Regions from separate parts of the Rattus norvegicus genome. Here region 1 is linked to region 2. Evidence: chromatin contacts called from public Hi-C data. All regions are on one chromosome and are shown on one strand. The core of a region is the stretch at or near the end of the contact, and the rest is flanking DNA. Distances in the headings are between cores, read along the strand shown.

Evidence for each region. Hi-C and Micro-C count contacts between places; a contact is called where the count stands out from the background.
Region 1: a Hi-C map of the A7r5 cell line shows a contact between it and region 2, with 5 times the contacts expected there. The contact joins the promoter of Ust here to the enhancer-like site in region 2. A contact is called at or near these places in 10 of 12 Hi-C or Micro-C datasets (the A7r5 cell line, the Rat2 cell line, Schwann cells and 5 more) and 1 of 1 datasets of contacts at active chromatin or transcription factors (oligodendrocytes).

What each region holds. Positions count from the first base shown.
Region 1 is chr1:4,780,519-4,785,779 of GRCr8, forward strand. Ust (uronyl-2-sulfotransferase) reads right to left here and starts at 1,838. Exons shown (of 8, transcript NM_001108458.1): 1 at 1,215-1,838. The coding sequence starts at 1,464.
Region 2 is chr1:4,600,884-4,606,575 of GRCr8, forward strand. All of the region lies in intron 3 of Ust (uronyl-2-sulfotransferase), which reads right to left. Among named protein-coding and RNA genes, the nearest start is that of Ust, 180 kb to the right of the region's middle. Within about 2 kb of position 1,263, at least 7 of the 93 cell types and tissues checked have an H3K27ac peak or open chromatin away from gene starts, as enhancers often do. A contact at or near this core is called in the A7r5 cell line, where this site is marked.

The sequences.
Region 1 (5,261 bases), core at 588-3,087, 180 kb after region 2:
CTTTAATCTTCCACAGAGGTTCCTGTGAAATCACAGTGCCCCCAATGTTTTACCTGAAATGAAATTTTAACTTTAAAAAAAAAAAAAATCCCAGCTTCTGTCCGAGGAAGCAATACGATTTTATCAGCTTACACCACTCCCAAACACTTTATTGGTGTGGTTTTTTGTGGCTTTCTTGGTTCTTTTCCTTCCAAACAGGCCTGCTGTTACTAGATGTGTGGCTTCTGTGAGGAAAGGGACCTTTGAGGTAACTGTGAGTCGCCAGTTTGGCCCATTCTTGTCCCAGCACTTTGATGAACCTGAACTGACTCTGGGCCTGCAGATGGCCACTGTAGCTTCTTCCACTCAGATTTACCACCTCAGAGACAACCTCTGCACGACCTCTTCTGGCCACAGAAGTCAAGGTATTTACATCCTCCCTTAGCCAAGGCTTATGAGCCAGCATCATCCCAGGGACCTGGGCGAGTGCAGGCCAAACCTTGGCACTCAGAATCATGGATGAGAGAGGAGGGAGGTAACACCTCACTGAAATCTGTTTTCTTGGGTTCCGACCTCTTCCTTATTCAGCCACGAACCAAGAAGAAAAAAAGTTGACCTGAGACACATACATGGTGGAAGTTCGACAGGTCACAGAAGGCGACACAGCTGACTGGCACCTAAAGACAGCACCAATTTCTCCTGCACTCTCGCTGCAGTCCGCGGGGTGCGCAGGTGCTGCCAAGGAACAAACCAACCTAAGGATGGAATCACCTGGGCCAACTCACAAAAGGGGAACCCACCGGATAGAATAGCTAAAAGTGACTGGGAAACGGGGCTAAACCAACCCACACAACTCAGAAAGCCAGACGGGACAGGATCGTAAGTCTTTAACCACATCACAGAGACTGTCCACGCACCGCCAGGCCAGAGTACACACAAACACTCATAAACATGCTCCTGTCTACTCTGCCCCAGTTGGAGTGGCGATATGGGGACGGGTACGAGACCTCAGGACTTGGGACACCTGCCCGGCGCCCCGCGGCGCCTGCGGACTGCCTGGAGTGCAGTAGGGAGCAGGCGCTCCCAGCTGCCGCACGCAGGGATGGACGCTGGTTGGCATCCCACCTGGGGAGTCTCAGGGACCGTGGTGGCCGTGACAGCTTTAGAGATTTCCCCACTTATCATCCTTTCCCCGGGTGCCCAACTTTGCGGGGTCCGGCGCAGTCCTTTCTTACCCAAATACTGCCGCAGGTCGAGTAGAAAACGAGGGGGTCCCCCGCTGAGCTGGTAGAAAAGGGAGCCCAGGCAGAAGACCAGCAGCGTAGCCATGCAGAAACCGTAGTCCCGGAGGGAGAAGCGCAGGAAAGGCAGCAGCGGGATCCGGCGCTTGCAGCTGCCCAGGCACGGAGGGGCGCCCCCCACAGGGGCCCCATGGGGCCAGGGATCCGCGCCGCCGCCGGGATGCTGCTGCTGCTTCTTCTTCATCGCCCGCTCCGCCGCCTCGCACAGCCCGCCCGGGCCAGGAAGAGGTCACCCATCCGCCGCCAGCCGGAGCGCCTGGCCGGCCGTCTGCACATGGAGAGGGACGCACTGTGGGCAGCCGAGTGGGGGCGGGGAGGGGCCGAAGTTGCCGGGCTCAGGGTACTCTGCTCATCTTGGTCCCCACCGCTCGCTGCGGCCCCAAAGGGCCCAAGATGTTCCGGGCCCCGCCGTAGAGGGTAGCGATTGCAACCCACGCCCGGTCGCGCGTCCCACTAGCAGCCCCGTGTCCCGTGGCAGCCCTGCGCCCCAAGTCCCGCCGCGCCCCGGGCTCGCTCCCGGCTCGCCTCCAGCGCCAGCGTGGACCCCCCGGGCTTTGTGTGGGTCGCGGGCGGCGTGTTTGGTCCCGGATCAGGCTCGGCTAGCTCAAGGCAGGGAGGATCAGGAGGCGGACACCACCCTCTCGCTCCACCTCCTTGACAGGGGCTTCCCTTCCCTTCCCTCCTCGCCTCTCCTCCTCTCCTCTTTCTCTCCGGCTCAAGGCGGCCGGCTCTCCTCCCTCCCCACACTCCCCTCCCTCTCCACCCCGGGTCTCGACGCTGGACTCGGTGTCACGTTACGGCTTCTGCTGGGGCGGGCAGGGAGGGAGGAGGGGGCCGAGGATCAGCAACAAGGAAGAAAGTTTCTGGGTGTGTGGTTTGTCGTCTCCCCCACCCCCGCCTCCCCCTCCGTTCTCTACAATCCGGTCTCGGTTCCTGCGCTACCAGCGACCTCTTGGGGCCCCGCTGACTTCGCTCTCATAAACAGTCGCCGAGTTGGAGGATTTGACTACGTTTGTCTTTTCATTTTGAGAACTTGATTCTCTTTCTATATCCCAAGCGACCCATCTACCAAAGGCCGATACAGTGTGCTGGGATATGGGTTCAACACCTAGCCCGGACGATAAAAAGGCAATAGGTAGGTTTTTTAATGAAACACGCCGGTCAGGGCCAGGCGGGTAGCGCCTGCACGCCCCTGGCTGAGAATCAGAGGGCGCTTTTTTCTTGCCCTCCCTGGTCCTACAAGCACTCCACTGGAAACAGGGGTACTAAGCTGACTCCAGGAAGTCCTTATAGCAGATAGAAAAAGTGGATGCTCTGTGCACTCAGGTACCTGTTTCACTATCTCTCTTCCCACCGCTAGGAAGTTTCTAGAACTTAAGCTTCTCAGACACCTATGGAGAACGGAACTGGTGATACTTGACAGTGCTGCTCTATCAGGCACACTTAGTCGTTTTTTGTTTTGTATTTTACTAATCACCAGCTACAGAAGTAATATGGCCAGAGAGTTACATTGTGTTTCCAGTGTCCTAGATTGTTTTTCTGTGACTTTAATAAACACCATTGGCCCAAAATAACATGGAGAAGAAAAGGATTTGTTTGGCTAACCAGTTACAGTCCATTATGGAAGGAAGCCGAGGCAGGAGGAACCTACAAGCAGGAACTGGAGCAGAAACTATGGAGTAATGTGCTTACCCGCGGCTTCCAGGTTCACCTTACTGCTGTCTTTCTTACACATCCCAGGCCCACCTGCTTAGGAATAGTTCAGCCAGCTGTGGGCTGGCCTTCCTACATCAACTAGCAATCACGAAAATGCTCCCCGGGTATGAGCAAAGACCAATCTGTTGGAGACAGTTCCTCAATAAGGTTTTTCTTTTCCAGCTGCGCGTTAAGTCGCCAACAAACATGACATTTAGTGACATAAGAAGGTAGGATGGTGAACAAGACAGATATATTAACCACTGCAAATCTGGCACTGGCCAGATTTCTTCATGGTTTCCCTGCAATTAGCAAAAAAGACCATTTAGCTGGGGCCACGTGATTCTGTTACCTCTCATCTCTGATCCCCAACTCATTCTAAATATTCCAGTAATCAGGAGATGGGGGACAGGTCGGTTAAGAGCCTCGTAACTCCAGGACTGTCTTCCTGAAAACTTTTAAAACCTTGTCCCTCCAGAGATTACTCCACAGAAAATTGAGGAATGGGACGCTGGGAGTAAGAATTCAAACTGAAGGGCAGAACGCAAGCTGGTTAGTTTTAAATGTCACAGTCACAACCTAGAATCGCTGGAAAGAACCTCAATTAAAGAATTGCCTAGTTGGGGATTTAGCTCAGTGGTAGAGCGCTTGCCTAGCAAGCGCAAGGCCCTGGGTTCGGTCCCCAGCTCCGAAAAAATAGAAAAAAAAAAAAAAAAGAATTGCCTAGGGCTGCAGAGATGGCTCAGCGGTTAAGAGCACTGACTGCTTCCAGAGGTCCTGAGTTCAAATCCCAGCAACCACATGGTGGCTCACAACCATCTGTAATGGGATCTGATGCCCTCTTCTGGTGTGCCTGAAGACAGCAACAGTGTACGCATATACATTAAATAAACAAACAAAACAAAAACAATTATTAAAAAAAAAAAGAATTGCCTAGACTGGATTAGTTGTCTGTTATAATGTAGGAGTGTCCAGCCCACTGTGGGGGAACCACACTGTTCCCTGGGAAGATGATTCTGAACTGTATAAAGGAGCTCGTTAAGCATGAGCCCACAAACAACATTCTGTTTTCCACAGGTCCTTGCCACACTTCTTTGGCTGTGAAGTGAGGCCGCTGGTCTTACGGAATAGCAAACAGGCCTGCCTTCCAGTTCCTGTCTTGAGTTCCTTCAGTGAGGAAATGTGATTTGATATTGTAAGCCAGATAACCCCTCTCTCCCTAAGGTTGCTTGTGGTCAAGTTATTTCTCAGAACAACGGGAACTCCTGCTGAACAGATGTGGCTTACCCACGACCTAAATTAGGAACTTCCGTTCACAAGCTAGGACATAAGGGAAGACAACGTGAACCACAAGCCAGAGAGTTATGAGGTGGGCAGCACCACACACGGCTACACTCTCAAAGAGTCGCTACTGCATGGGAACAAGCTGTCCCTATCCTGAATTCTCCTGGCCACTTTCTAAGGTCTAGGTATGCTGTTTGGGATGCCAACGAGCAAAGAGCCCTTTGCTTGTCACGAGAACTCCTAAGTGGGGTGCTAATGGCCTGCTTCACATTTACTCCATGAAAGGGAGATTTATCTGGATTAATGTGTACACTTTAGAGATGTGACTGTCCCTTAGAGAATTAAGTCCATCAGTCATTGCTCATTAGTGTGAATTACTTCCCTCAGTACAACGAGCGGCCCAGAATAGACTCCCAATTAATAATTGCCGAGTTGATAAAGACAGGCCAAGGGATGGGAGTTGCCAGGCAATCTTCCTAATGTTTTAGAGACCTCCTCTGACCATCTGGTCCTGAGGCAGAGCCTGCAGTTTGAGCAACCATTCCATGAAAGAATGTGCGTTGAGGCCCTCTGGGTTTGTGATCCCACTCCTGGTTTCTGGAGCCAGCAGCTGTCAACATTCCATGGGGGAAAGGCCCACTTGCTCTAGGCAATCTGACTGGGAAGGAGACACGTTGGAGAAAATAAGTGAATGTAGAAATTTAAAAAAGCAAAAAAAAAACAAAAAAAAAAAAACAAACAAACAAACAAAAAAAAACAGCAGTGGAGGTGGAGTCCAGCAAGGTAGCTTAGTGGTCGAGCCCTTGTTCTCATTCACACAATGCCATGGGTTCCATTGGCAGATCATAAGACAGACTGGGGAAATAGGGCTTGAGACAAGGTGCTGAAGTCATTGGGACATTATCCTTGGTAAACATTGGCCTCACAGAATGAATTAGCTCCTGTGAGTTGTATAAGAATGAATCTGAGCCCCGATACTCTCTGTCTTCCTTTCTCTTCATG
Region 2 (5,692 bases), core at 13-2,512:
TATGATGTGTAAGTTCTGTGGGATCCAAAGCACAGCCATGACACACAAAAATCCCCTGATCAACTAAGCCTGGGGAAGTCTAGGAGAAACTGGTGTTTAAAACGTATGTGCATGTATGTATATGTATGTGTATGTAATATATATATATAACATATGTATGCATGTGTGTATGTAGGAATAGACTAATGGATAGATAGATGATACATACATACATACATACATACATACATACATACATAGTAACATGCTTGATGTCTTAGCATGAAGACTAAAACTTAGATCCCTATCCCTCATAAATGGGGCAGGCATGGCAATCTGTCTGTAATCCCAGGCCTCAGGAGGTGAAGACATGTGATTCTCAGAGCAAGATGGTGAACTGGGAAATCTGGGTTTAGGGAGAATCTGTTCTTCAGAAAATAAAGTGAAGAATGATGAGGAAGATGGCCAGTGACAAGCTACACACACACACACACACACACACACACACACTCGCACATACATACCACACACACATACACTCATACACAAATACTCACAAAACAGACACACATGGTCACCAGGACATGCATACATGTGAGCACATACATACATGTGAACATGCAAATAGACACACAGTCACAGCACATACATATACATGGACACATACATGTGAACACACTAACACAAACTCACATATATGGTTACCAGCACATGAATGCACATGGGTGCACACAGGTGAACATGCGAACACACACATATATACTCAGTCATCAGTACACACACACACATATACACACACACACACACACACACAAGCCCTCAACACACACACATACATATACACAGTCATCAGCATATACATGGACATGCACATGCACGTACACACTCACAATCACCAGCGTGCACACACACACACAGGTGTGCCCACACACATGGGAACATACAAATACAGACATGCACACACACATACAGTATATATGTCTATGTCTTAAGACTGTCAGTCATTAAAATGTGAATAATCTCTGTGAATCTTCTAGATGAAAACAGGGTACAGAGGAGCCCTCGAATTTCTAAGCCATTCCCTTTTCCCTTCTTCCTGGACAGAGGGAGCATGGAGCCCTAGAGATCACCCTTCCAGGAAATGCTGACATGAGGACCTTGCTGAAGACCTTCCTCAGCCTGGCTGCTGCATCATAGAAAAGCTGCCTGTGCCACTACTCACTCCCCCGCCCCCTCAAAAGAATGTTCTGGATTCCTGGCCAGCATTTCCAGCGGAAGGGCGCCAAGACTCTAGGATTCCAAAAGCACTGCTGGAGATCGACCGTTGCATTATGGGAACAACCTTTGGATCTGGGTGAGCCCAGGTCCAGGTCAAGCCATCATTCGCAGTTGCTCCAGTTATTTTCAGAAGGTGTCAAATTATCTCAGTTTCTCACCCAGAAAACAGGGAGCGACACTTACTCACTGGTGTATTTTTGGCCCCAAATAGTTAAATGACATAATTAGGAGAAACAATTCACACGTAGGCTTCCCATTTGCTTCATACATCTTGGGAAACTCCAGCAGAAAAACCAATAGCAAAGTGATCTGCTCTTGCTAATCTTTTCGATGTCTGAGGTCAGTTTCTGCCACTCTCCAACCAGAATAACAGGTTCCTCTCCCTGTGGGATGCCTGTGGCACTCTGACCTTCACTATACTTAGGGCACAGTGCTGAAGTCACTTTAGGACTAGCAAATGGGCTGTGAAGACTCTTGGCCACCACTCCCTTGCCCTTCGGGGAGTGGGAGAAGCCTCTTCAGTCACACTAGATAGAATCTCCACTTTGCAAAATCATACAAATCACGCCCCCTAACTGAGAGCTATATTTAGATCTGGTGCAGATGAACCAGTGTCATCCTGAGTTTGTATTATATGTAACACAAAGATCCAACACCTGGCCAGCAGTGTTTAGGAGCGCATCTGTGGAGAAGGAATTGTTCAAAGTACAGTTTTAAAGGTGTGCCTATTTCTGTGGAAGCAGATGTAATAGGTCTTTATGGGTATCTGTAACATTTGGTGTCTTCTTGCTTTCTTCCCTGCTGTAAAAATCCCCTAGGCTATAAAGTTTTAACCCTTAACTGTTGAGTGTGCAGATGTGTGTTTGCACATGTATGAACACATGTGTGCATGATGATAGCTACCATTGAGGGGGAAATGAATATGCTCATTTAATCGTGGCCTGGAGAAATGACTTGTGGTTTCAATGAAATGGCACAGAAAAACTCAGCCCTGTAAATGGACATAGTTTTGAAGTTCACTCGTAAGTCAGTACTTTGGAACATGGAACATGTTTTCTCATGGAAAAAAAAAAAGGTTTATAGATCCCTGGCCTAGCACACGAGAGATTGTTTAACTCCTACAGTACCTGAAGCAAAGTTGTTATTATTGTTGTTGTTGTTATTATTAATTTTGGGAAAACAATTTTCCATGGGAATGATTTTCAGAGTTCTATTGCTTAAGGGAGAGAGCCACTGACCATAAAATTTTAACTAGTCTCCTAAATCACACCGCCTTTCCCTTTTAATAAATCACCCAGAAGAGCAGCTATTAATACCGTAAATTATTTCCTGAATACGTTAAGTTAAAATAATATTTCGTTCTCTGCTGTCATATGTACTTTCAAACTTTAGTAAAAGGGATCCCATGGAACAAAGGCAAGTCTCTCAGAACATCCATGGAGATAGACTAGGTCTGGTTTCTTGTCCTGTTTCTTGGCTACTCTCCCGTGTCCAGGAGCCAGGTCAGCTGGCTCAGAGACGCTGTGAGCACGGTCCTCTTTTATTTTCATGGCAGACTTGTGTATCCGCTTTTTCCTCCCAAGTCTTTTGCTTTAGTCTTTTCTTTTACTTGTCTTATAATTTAAGAGGAATCCGCAGTAAGTAATGAAATATAGGCTAGGCCACAGTGACCACAGGAATCAGAACCACATAACACCTGGAATATGCTAGAAGTTGTATAAATATATCACAGAGTCATGGTGCTACAAAAAACCTAAAAAGATTGTCTTGCCTGTTCCCTGGCTTCCAGACAAGCCAACCATTCCTAACAGATGAGAGCTTCCCCTTCAGAGGAGGTTCCCCTTCAGGGTGCTGTTGTCTTTAATCTTTTCTAGTAACCACCTATTTCAGTCAGATAATTGGATTAGCTTTTTATTTAAATTAGTTTATTTATGATTATACCTATTTAAATCAGGGAACGAAGTAGGGTTATCTACTCAAAACTCCCACAGTGTGTTCTGCATTAGAATTCCGTGTTCTTTCCCTTGGGATGTTCCTGAACATTCTAGTGTCTGATCCTTCGGGCCTTTCTTCTGTTTCCTCTGGGCTGTTTGCACACCTTCAACAGGGGCCACCTGAATCTAGAAACTGTCTTACAAGGTATCTAGGAATAATGCATGAAATACACACACAGCAGCATTTAGGGGTAATCTGATAAGCAGGCCCTGAGGCTTGCATACAAAGGAAGGTAAAATTTAATAACCGTAATAGCATCCTAAGAACATAGACTATTTATTTACAGTCATTTTCTTGTGGTTAGTAAGAAAAGATCCTAATCAGTCAAAGTAAGGGAATCAAAGGGGTTCTGTTGTTATTATTAAACATCTTACACATGAAACGTGACACACACACACCCCCCCTTTCTGAAGCAGGGTCTCACCATGTAACTTGGGCTGGCCTACAACTCACTATATAGACCAGGCTGGCCTTCAACCCAGACAGATGGGCCTGCCTCTGCTTCCCAAATGCTGGGATTAGAGGCATGGTGGCACCACACCTAGCCTCAAAGCTTTAAATGCCAAACATACTTTTCATTCCTTGTGTTTAGTGTGTATGAATGCATAGGTGTTTATAGTGTGTGCATGTGTATGAACATGCTCATAGAGGTCAGGGGATTTGACGGTTTCATAGTCTCTCTTCACCTTATTATTTGAAAAAGCTTATGCATACAATGTGTGTACTATTTGTGTGTGTGAGTATGTGTGTGCATGTGTGTAGGCACAGTTGTGTGTGTGTGAATACAGGTGTGTGTGTGTGTGTGTGTGTGTGTGTGTGTGTGCGCGCACGCGCACACGAGTGCACGTGCCACAGCATATGTACAGAGGTCAGAGAGCAACTAGGGAGGTCAGAGGCAACCACGGGAGTTGGTCCTCACTTTCTACTTTCCTTTGAGGTAGGGTCTCTGCCAGTTTTTGCTGGTTTGTTTTTTCGTCTCTGGAGTGCTTGTACTATGCCTTTACTTAGCTAGGGTTTTACTGCTGTGAACAGACATCATGGCCAAGGCAACTCTTATAAAGGACAACACTTAATTGGGGCTGGCTTACGGGTTCAGAGATTCAGTCCATTGTCATCAAAGCGGGAGCATGGCAGCAACCAGGCAGATATGGTGAAAGAGGGGCTGAGAGTTCTACATCTTTTATCTTAAGGTTGCTAGAAGACTGGCTTCTAAGCAGCAAGGGCAAAGCCCATGGCCACAGTGACACACCTCATGCAATAAAGCCACACCTCCTAATAGTGCCGTCCCCTGGGCCAAGCATGTACAAACTATCACATTGGTTCTCAGTATCACTCCTCACAAGGAAGCTAGCACTTTTGCACACCGAACCATCTCCCCACCTCACCCCCACCTTCATTCTTGAACCTGGAGTTCCCTAAGTTGGCAACATGGGAAGCCCAGACAGATCCAGAGATCCAGCTACCTCAGAAAACCCAATGCAGAGGTCACAGACTTTTAGGGCATTTCATGTTTCATTGGCGATCTAAAACTAGAGAGTAAAAACAGGAAGTGGGACCAGGCTATGAAAATTCAAAGCCCACTCCTGGAAACATACTTCCTCCGTCCAGGAAGACTCCAAGTCCTACAGTGCCATTAGCCAAGGACCAAACAGTCAAACACGGGAGAGTATGGGGGACCGTTCACATTCAAACCACAACAACCTGGTGTCAAAAAAGAAAAAGGGCTCTGTCACTTCAGAAACTTGTATTATCCAATGGGGGGCACTTACTAGCAAGTCAAAATCACAATATTGAAATCTCAGCACGCACCTGCTCTTCAGACATTATCTTCCCCTTGGAGGCACACAGAATCATGTAGACGGAAGCATTCTGTCTAGATTTGGGGCATTCATATTGCCTTGGCCTTTTGTGTTTGTGCTAGGGAATCTGAACTCAGGCCCTCATGGTTTGCCCTCGGAGACAGGGGTGCAAACACTTTACTCAAAGAACCACTGCTCTAGTCTATGGGAACGATGCCCTTCTGTCTACAAGGATCTGGTTTTACTCTCAACTTTCAGATTGCCAATGCAACATGCATGCCAGCCTTATGCCCCTGCCAGCTGTCGTGCCTCCGAGTCACAATGTGACTATCGTCTCTGGAAGTGAGGGCCAAAATAAACCCTTCCCCCAGTTCCAATTGCTTTCATCAGGATATTTTATCAACAACAGGAACCAATACACACGTTGACAACAAGCTTTATCTTGCAAAAAAAGACCACCGAGAGTATAGTACCCTCATTTCCTACACGGGCCGCTTCACGGGTACAGTTGTCCTTATCTCTGCACAGTTTTACAAGGCAGGACAAGCTTTAGAACTTCCTGGAGGGCAACAGTGACGTCATCCTGTCACAGGTGTGTCCAGCTCTGTGTGTAGCTGTACCGAGGCAAAAAAAAAAAAAAA